Regions from separate parts of the Mus musculus genome. Here region 2 is linked to region 1. A link is a contact called in public ChIA-PET data. All regions are on one chromosome and are shown on one strand. The core of a region is the stretch at or near the end of the contact, and the rest is flanking DNA. Distances in the headings are between cores, read along the strand shown.

Region 1 (3,733 bases), core at 192-2,691:
CCAGATAGCAACATACAATAGGTTCCTTGGACTCCACACATAATCAGGATCTTTCTTAGGCTAAGGTCTATACAGGAGATGTTCCTGGCTAACAGCATCTTGAACTGCAAGGCCACTCTATGCCAAGTGACATGCCTTTGGAGACAGAACTTGGTAGACTGTCATCTGTGGCTAGGCACCACGGGCCTTGGTGAACTTTCTTGACAGTTCTTCCATGACTGCCTCATTTGGTAAAGTGACAGTGATGGGGCTAGTTCCTAACACTGACCTGAAAGATATGTACGTGTGTGAATATATATATTCTACATGTACATATTATATATACAATGCATTCATGTTGAAAAGACTGGGCACAAAAAAAAAAAGAAAAGACTGGGCACACTAAGTCCCCAACATACTGCATCAGTGTCACAAATAGATTATCCCTACGCTCATCTCCCTGCGTATTGGGCTACACATACTTCTGGGAACAGTAGAACCTGGAGCTTCTGGGCTGCTTGAATTTACTTCAGGCAAGAGACTGTGTTCCTGCCTCAGAACAGCCTCCATATGAAAATATTACCCTACCATCATTTCTCAGCATGTAAATATCCAATTAATGCCATTTTGCAGTGTGCTGTGTTAAAACCAAATCCATTTCAGCATGCGCAGCTGTTAATCTTTAGCAAAGAGCAAAAGTAAAGGTTCAGCAAATAATTGCTTTAAGATAAACCGTGTGGTTTATCATTGGTAAATGTTGGATTCACACATGTGTTTTATATACCTGTATACCTGGAGGTCACAGAAGAAGTTTTGGGGTGAAAACATTTAAGAAACTCTGCTTCGGAACACGGTGGGAACCTTGACTTTGGGCAGCACTTGAGGTATATGGAGTCTGGAGCAGGCAGGAGTTGAAAGGGATTGCTGTGGGCACAGACATAGATAGCCTGGTATCTTGGACACCTGAGCTATCTGGGTCACAAAAGCTAGCAAAGCCAATTTGAGTAACTCCTGTAGTGAAGTATCTGCACTGGGTGAGCTGACTTGCTTAGGAGCCTGCACTGAGCTAGGAGAATTCATTATACAGTGGGAAAGTAAAATGCCCTCCTTGCCAGGGAACTACTTGCTCCAAGTACAAGTGCCAAGCACATTTGGATTCTGCAACCCAAAACACTTTGACAAATCTTAAATAGCATTTGGTAGTCAGGAGAGAGGTGGCCATGTTTTCACTTTTTACTGACTTTAAAAAGCTTTCTAAGACCTCTGGCATGTCTAAATAGTCTCCTGACATTGCTCCCAAGGGCTTCCAAATTGGCAATTAAGTTAACTATCTGCAAACCTGGCAGTCATGTAGCTGATTTTTTTGTTTTGGTTTGGGTTTTTTTGAGACAGGCTTATCTGAAACTCACTATGTATTCCAGGCTGGCCTAAAACTCATAAACTTCCTCAAAAGAAAATGTATGTTATAGTTACCATCATGTTTATTTAAACATTTCTCACTCTATATGTCCCCTCTTCCAAGCTAAAAAGGAAAACTTCTTGTTTTATCTTTCTTAGTATTTAACAGGGGGAAGCAAATCCACACAGAGAGAAATATCATGACTATGTATCCCTGAAGCCTATGATTTTGTTTTCTCCAACAGGGTAAATTTTCACCACTGTCTCACAAACAGTGAACACTACACACTCTCTCCTGTCCTTACTGGAGGGGCTGCTCAGTGAGGACGTGCACCCCACTCACAGATGAAGGGACAAAGAGCTCATCTGAGGCCATATAAGCCTGGAGGATCCCAGGGAATTGTGTAAACCCCAAGAGGATGGTGGCTGCCCCTCGATGTTAAAACCCCACTTGTTAGACACGCTTCCGCGTTTTTCTGATGTGTTAGGTATGGTCAGGTCAGATCGTAAACCTTCAGTCCTTGCGGGCTTTAAAGTGCTTTTGACCCAACTTACAGGAGAATAAAACAAAACGCTGAGCTAAAAATAATCATGCAAACAGTGCTCTAGAGATTTAAAGAAGAAGTAGTTTCACTTCCTTTTGTTCCTGCCTCTGCCAACTGAAGTCTGCAGCTATGAACTCTACAGGAGACAAGTCAGTCCCCATTGCACAGGATATGTGGATTGATGCTGTGATAGCCAGGGTCTACATGTTTTTACTGCAAAGGTTTAAAAAAAAAGGATTAGGGGATGCCTAGAAACCTGTAGACACTCCACGAATGAGGGAAATTCCATATATTCCTTAATGTTTACAAGAAAGAGATAAAGCTAGGCGTGCTAGTGCAAGCCTGCAGATTATTTTCAGCATCACTTACCTATGTAGGTATTTGGTTCTATCATTTAAAATACTAGGAAAGATACAAATATTAATTCCAACTTTGGGAGAGGCTGAGGCAGGAGGATTGTGAGTTTGGGGCCATATATTGTGAATTCTTATTTTAAAATAAAACAAGAACAATAACAAATGAACAAAACCCAAGACCAACCCAATAAAAACTTCAGCCTAAATTAAAGATGAACTAAACATGACCACGAGGAGTGACTGGAATACACACCTTGGTGTTTGCCCTGAGAGCAGTCTCCAGGAAGCTCTGAAGAGGGTGTAACTTGTAACCATGGAGAACATTCCCCACGTAGACAGAAACCACCACCAGTAGAGCGTTATAGTGAAGTACAAAGGGTCAACCCACATCTGCAGCAAGGCCACCAGTTATCAGAGAAATAAACACAGTCTCCTTCAGTGATGGGGACCTCGAATGGCGCCCCAGTTTGCTGTATGATGCTGAACTAGATAAACTTCAGTCCTGGGACCTCCATCACTCACTAAATGCTTCACACACACTCTTTCTGGTGGAGAGCAACCTCACCACCATGTCTATTCCATAACAATGGCTTACCTACCAGCTGTGAGTTAATTCTACAGATGAGAAAATTGGTAGTTGTCTAAAAGATCACATGGGGCTACCCCAGAACGCCCAAGCCTGGTCCTTTCACCTGACTGCTTCAGAGGAAGCCGTGTAGGGCCTCAATAGTGAAGTGCATTGGACATACAAGTATCACTATAGTTGTGAAACTGGGAGCATTGAATCTGGGCTGTCTCCCTATCCTGCAGGGTGACCTAGATTTCAAACATAACCTAGAGAAGAAAGCACTCTGAAAATCACACTGTGTTACACGGAGCCCAGGGGCTGCTGTTACTAACACATGCCCCCATGAAAGGCCTTAGAGGATCGTCAGTCAGTGAATCAGCAGCTTCTGGGATGCCTACCTGGGTAACAGTGAGTTTTCCCGCTCAGCTCTCCTGCCTCTATCACGTCCTCTCCTGTTCCCCTTCCTCTTTCTCCTCTTCAGCTACTTGTGCCCCTTTCCAGAGAGCATGGTGTAGGGACCCCACTCTTTCCTTGTTCTCTGTGTCTGTACCACTGACCAGAGTCCAAGTGGCCTCCAGGAGGTACATTTAATCTGGCTGGGTCCAACCCACACTACTGGGGGTCCGGACAGACTGAGCTGATGGGCTGTAAGTCAATGGTTGTTAGGGTTGTTTTTTCAACAGTTGTACTTTAAGAGCAGACCTATCAGCAAGCCACTATTCTTCCTTCCTTCCTTCCTTCCTTCCTTCCTTCCTTCCTTCCTTCCTTCCTTCCTTCCTCCCTCCCTCCCTCCCTCCCTCCCTCCCCTCCCTCTCTCTTCCTTCCTCCTTCCCTTCCTTCCTTTTTAAAGATTAATTATTTTTCATTTTTTTATTTATTCACTTTAC
Region 2 (3,661 bases), core at 59-2,558, 250 kb before region 1:
TCAGCCATCTCTCTGCCTGGGTCAGTCTCCTGAGTGCCTGGGACTGTCCCGGCTAGGGAGGAGTTCTTTAATCTCAGTGACAAGACGCTAAGTCCAGATGCTTTGGCTGGTAAGTGAGGAGGGATACCTTTGTTTTACCTGCCCAACAATATGGTTGTTTTCCCCCAGCCTTGAATGAAATTCTGTGTGGAGGTCGCCAAGAGATAGTCACTGATTACCAGTTTGTGTCTGTGGCTCTGCCCCTCACTTTCAGTCTGAAACCTGTCTAGGGCTCAGAGTGCCACTGGGTTGTGGAATGGCTGCTTAGCACACACAAGGGCTTGGGCTCTATCCCCAACACTCTGTCCTGAGGGAGGAAACCCAAGTCCTACAGTCTCCTTTTCTCCTCTTAGTAGACCTTTGCTTTTTAGGGAAACCAAGAATAGTACCAGAGATTTACAAAAGTAGGGGGATTTTATATTTTAGGTGCTTTGAAATACGTTTTCTACAAATGTCATTACTTAACATTTGGTAATGGGCTAGCTGTTGCTTGTCTTTCATGATGTATATATGTATCTGTGTCTGTCTGTCTGTCTCTCTTGTGTGTGCCTGTGTGTGCAACTTTTTGTAATCCTAGCAACTTTGAAGGCTGAGGCCTGTGGCTTGTGAGTTTAAGGTCAGTCTGGGTTACATAACACCGTGCCTCAAAAAAAAAAAAATACTATGGGATGTCAGACATGGCTCAGGTAAGATTGAGTACTGTTCTCGTAAGAGGACTTGAGTTGGGTTCACAGCGCCCACATAGAGTGTCTCACAATCAGCTGTGACTCCAGCTCCAGCACCCTCTTCTGTGGGCAAATGCATTCATACACACACACACATGCATGTACACGTTTAGTGTATATATAAGGTATGTATACATAATATGTACAAATATGTATCTGAAAGTATAGTAGAACATATACTTAACATAGGATAGGTTCGATCTTAGGGCTTCAGTATAGAGACAATATAAAAATATTTACCATTTGCAGGTAGACTGTTGGTGGTTAAAGGACATTTTTTGTTGCTGTTATTTCAAAATATCTTAATGTTCATTGAGATTACTTTCTATTTTCTACTTTTTATATGTCTTATTCAAAGGATGATGCTTAGGAGCCCTTTAGTCAACAACCTCACTTTGATATTGACAGTGAGCAATCCAGACCTGTGTGTGTGTGTGTGTGTGTGTGTGTGTGTGTTTGTGTTACCAGTTCTCTGCTCCTCTCTGGTCTCTTACCATCTTGGGACCGTGGTTAGGTTGATCCTGCACTTTGTTCTGCTAAGTGATTTCCGTTCTGCTGTGAAGAGATGCCTTTGCCCACACAGTTGCTGTGGGGGTTCTCACGGGTTTTCTGTCAACCCACCCCAAGTTATTTATATCACTTGAGCTTTGAAATCTGGTAGTTGCGTCTGTAAACTACTTAAAACAAAACTCACCCAGGGTTTCCCAGAAGAGGCTCTGGATTAGAGACACCAGTGTGAGAAGAACATAGGTTCTGGTGTGGCCCCTGGCTTCACTTCTACCCTCTGAGTTTTATCATCTATCTCTCTGCCACCTTAGCTTTATCTGGTCTCATCTTAAAAATCAGTCCAGATGAAGTCAAACTGGTTCTTCATGGTTCAGACAGTATGTCCCAATGGTTAAGGGAGGGAGGGCGGTTCTGTTAAGCTACATTTATCAGAGCAAATTCAATTTTACATTCCTGAGTGATTGTTGCTGGTTTGCCTGTTTGTTCAGAAATGTCCAAAATATGCATGAAAACTAAACGGAAACAAGGTCATTCAAGCATCTCAAGAGTACCATTCAAGTATCAAGGCCACCATCAGGACCACCTTACTACTTACTGATGCTCAGGCCCTCTCTCAGGAGTAAGGCCAACATCAGGACCATCTTACAGGTTACTGATGCTCATGCGCTCTCCCTACATGACCCCTGTACAGAGGGGTCCTTACAGCTCACTGGTAGGGCATTTCCCGACATAAGCAAAGCCAGCCCTAGTTTCCATCCCCAGCACCAGAAAAATAATTTACAAAAAGGCAAGAGGAAGGGAAGGAAGCAAAAGAGCAATGAATTCTATTTGAAGGACACATAGAAGAGAGAGTAGTGAACTCTGCCTAGGTCAATACAGACGAGTGAACAGGCAAATCTGCCTTAGAAGAATATTGACTTCTTCTGAGAGCTGCAGAAGACTTTACCAGGTAAGGTATCAGGCCTCTGGCACTCACCACTTGTGCAATTATTGAAGTCTATGCTTATCTAGCTTCACCACTGTGCTGTTCTTGGTGAGATAGATAGATAGATAGATAGATAGATAGATAGATAGATAGATAGATAGATAGATAGATAGATAAAGATATAGTTTAGGGAAGCTTAATGAAGCACATAACTATGTTTATATTAATCGTGACTGTTTTGTATTGTGAATATCAGAAAGAAATGGGCAAGTTACTGCATGTAGACAGATCAGCACAGCAAGAACATGGAATTGGAAGGTTTAGTGGATTTTCAGGGAAGACAGTTCATTCCTGGTGTTTGAGGTCACTGCAGAGAGTGCTAGGAATAGCACAGTGCTCTAGAATTGTGGTCTAGAGTTGGTGTAGAAAGCCTTAGAGGCTCTGCTGCAACTTAAAACAGCGAAGATCAATCTGTATTTTAGAGGGATGTATGGTACCAGCGTCAGCAGACTGCAAAAAGGGAATTTGGAGGTTCCCATTAGCTATTCTGTGAGTGGAAAGAGGAAGGCCAGTTACTAAAGAGAAAACTCAGTCTTGTTATTAAGATTAAGAGAATGGAAAGAGTTTAAAGTCACTAGGTTTCTACTGTGGGCTTGAACATTGTACAAGAAGCCAAAATAGGAGAAATAAGAAGGGAATCAGGTTGTGGGAAGGAGGGGTTATTGAAACAATTCCGAGTATTCTGAGTTTGAGGAGCCTGTCTTTCCCAGGGAGAGCCATTGTGTTAGCTGTAAAATCAAGCCCAGGAAAGAATCTGGGGTCAGAAAAAGAGTTTGAGGTGAGATCCTCATTTGATCAGCTAAGAGACAGAGAGATGATGATATATCAGAGAAGAGAAACAAGGATGGAAATTGAGGTTCTGTAGTGGTTTGGATGAGAATTGTTCCCTCAGGCTTGGATGTTTGAATGCTTGGTCCCCAGCTTGTGAAACTATTTGGGAAGGCTTTGGAGGCGTGGCCTTGTTGGAGGAGGTGTGTCACTGAGGATGGGTGTTGTTGAGGTTTCTGAAGTCCATGCCAGGCCCAGTCTCTGACTCTGTCTCTCTCTACCTACAAAGTGTGTATCAGATGTAAGCTCTCAGCTACTGCTCCATCACCATGCTGGCTTGCTTGCTGCTGGGCTCCTGCTGTGACGGTCATGAACTCACCCTCTGAGCTGAAAGCACATCCCAGTTTAAAGGCTTCCTTTATAAGTTGCCCTTTCAATGCCTTTTTCTCTCTTAGAAAAATTATCTAAACCCAGCAGGCCCTTGCAAGTGGAGATGACACGATTTCAGAAGTCCTTTGTGTTTCTGGCACTGTAAGAGGTAAGCTGGCATTCTTGAATTCAGGAGTGTTTCTCTGGGAGTTGAGAAATTTGTAGCTGTAAGCAATATGAATGCTTTTGTAGAATCAGCTCACCTGGG

Evidence for each region. ChIA-PET counts read pairs in DNA pulled down with a chosen protein or histone mark.
Region 2: a contact with region 1 is called in an RNA polymerase II ChIA-PET map of memory CD8 T cells, with 15 read pairs. The contact joins two enhancer-like sites. A contact is called at or near these places in 1 of 484 Hi-C or Micro-C datasets (nephron progenitors), 2 of 115 datasets of contacts at active chromatin or transcription factors (bone marrow-derived macrophages and memory CD8 T cells) and 1 of 9 other capture datasets (embryonic stem cells).

What each region holds. Positions count from the first base shown.
Region 1 is chr3:83,810,424-83,814,156 of GRCm38.p6, reverse strand. It overlaps the pseudogene Gm7115. Among named protein-coding and RNA genes, the nearest start is that of Tlr2, 29 kb to the left of the region's middle. Within about 2 kb of position 1,441, at least 59 of the 459 cell types and tissues checked have an H3K27ac peak or open chromatin away from gene starts, as enhancers often do. A contact at or near this core is called in memory CD8 T cells, where this site is marked.
Region 2 is chr3:84,063,723-84,067,383 of GRCm38.p6, reverse strand. No RefSeq gene overlaps it. Among named protein-coding and RNA genes, the nearest start is that of Gm30458, 3.9 kb to the right of the region's middle. Within about 2 kb of position 1,308, at least 34 of the 459 cell types and tissues checked have an H3K27ac peak or open chromatin away from gene starts, as enhancers often do. A contact at or near this core is called in memory CD8 T cells, where this site is marked.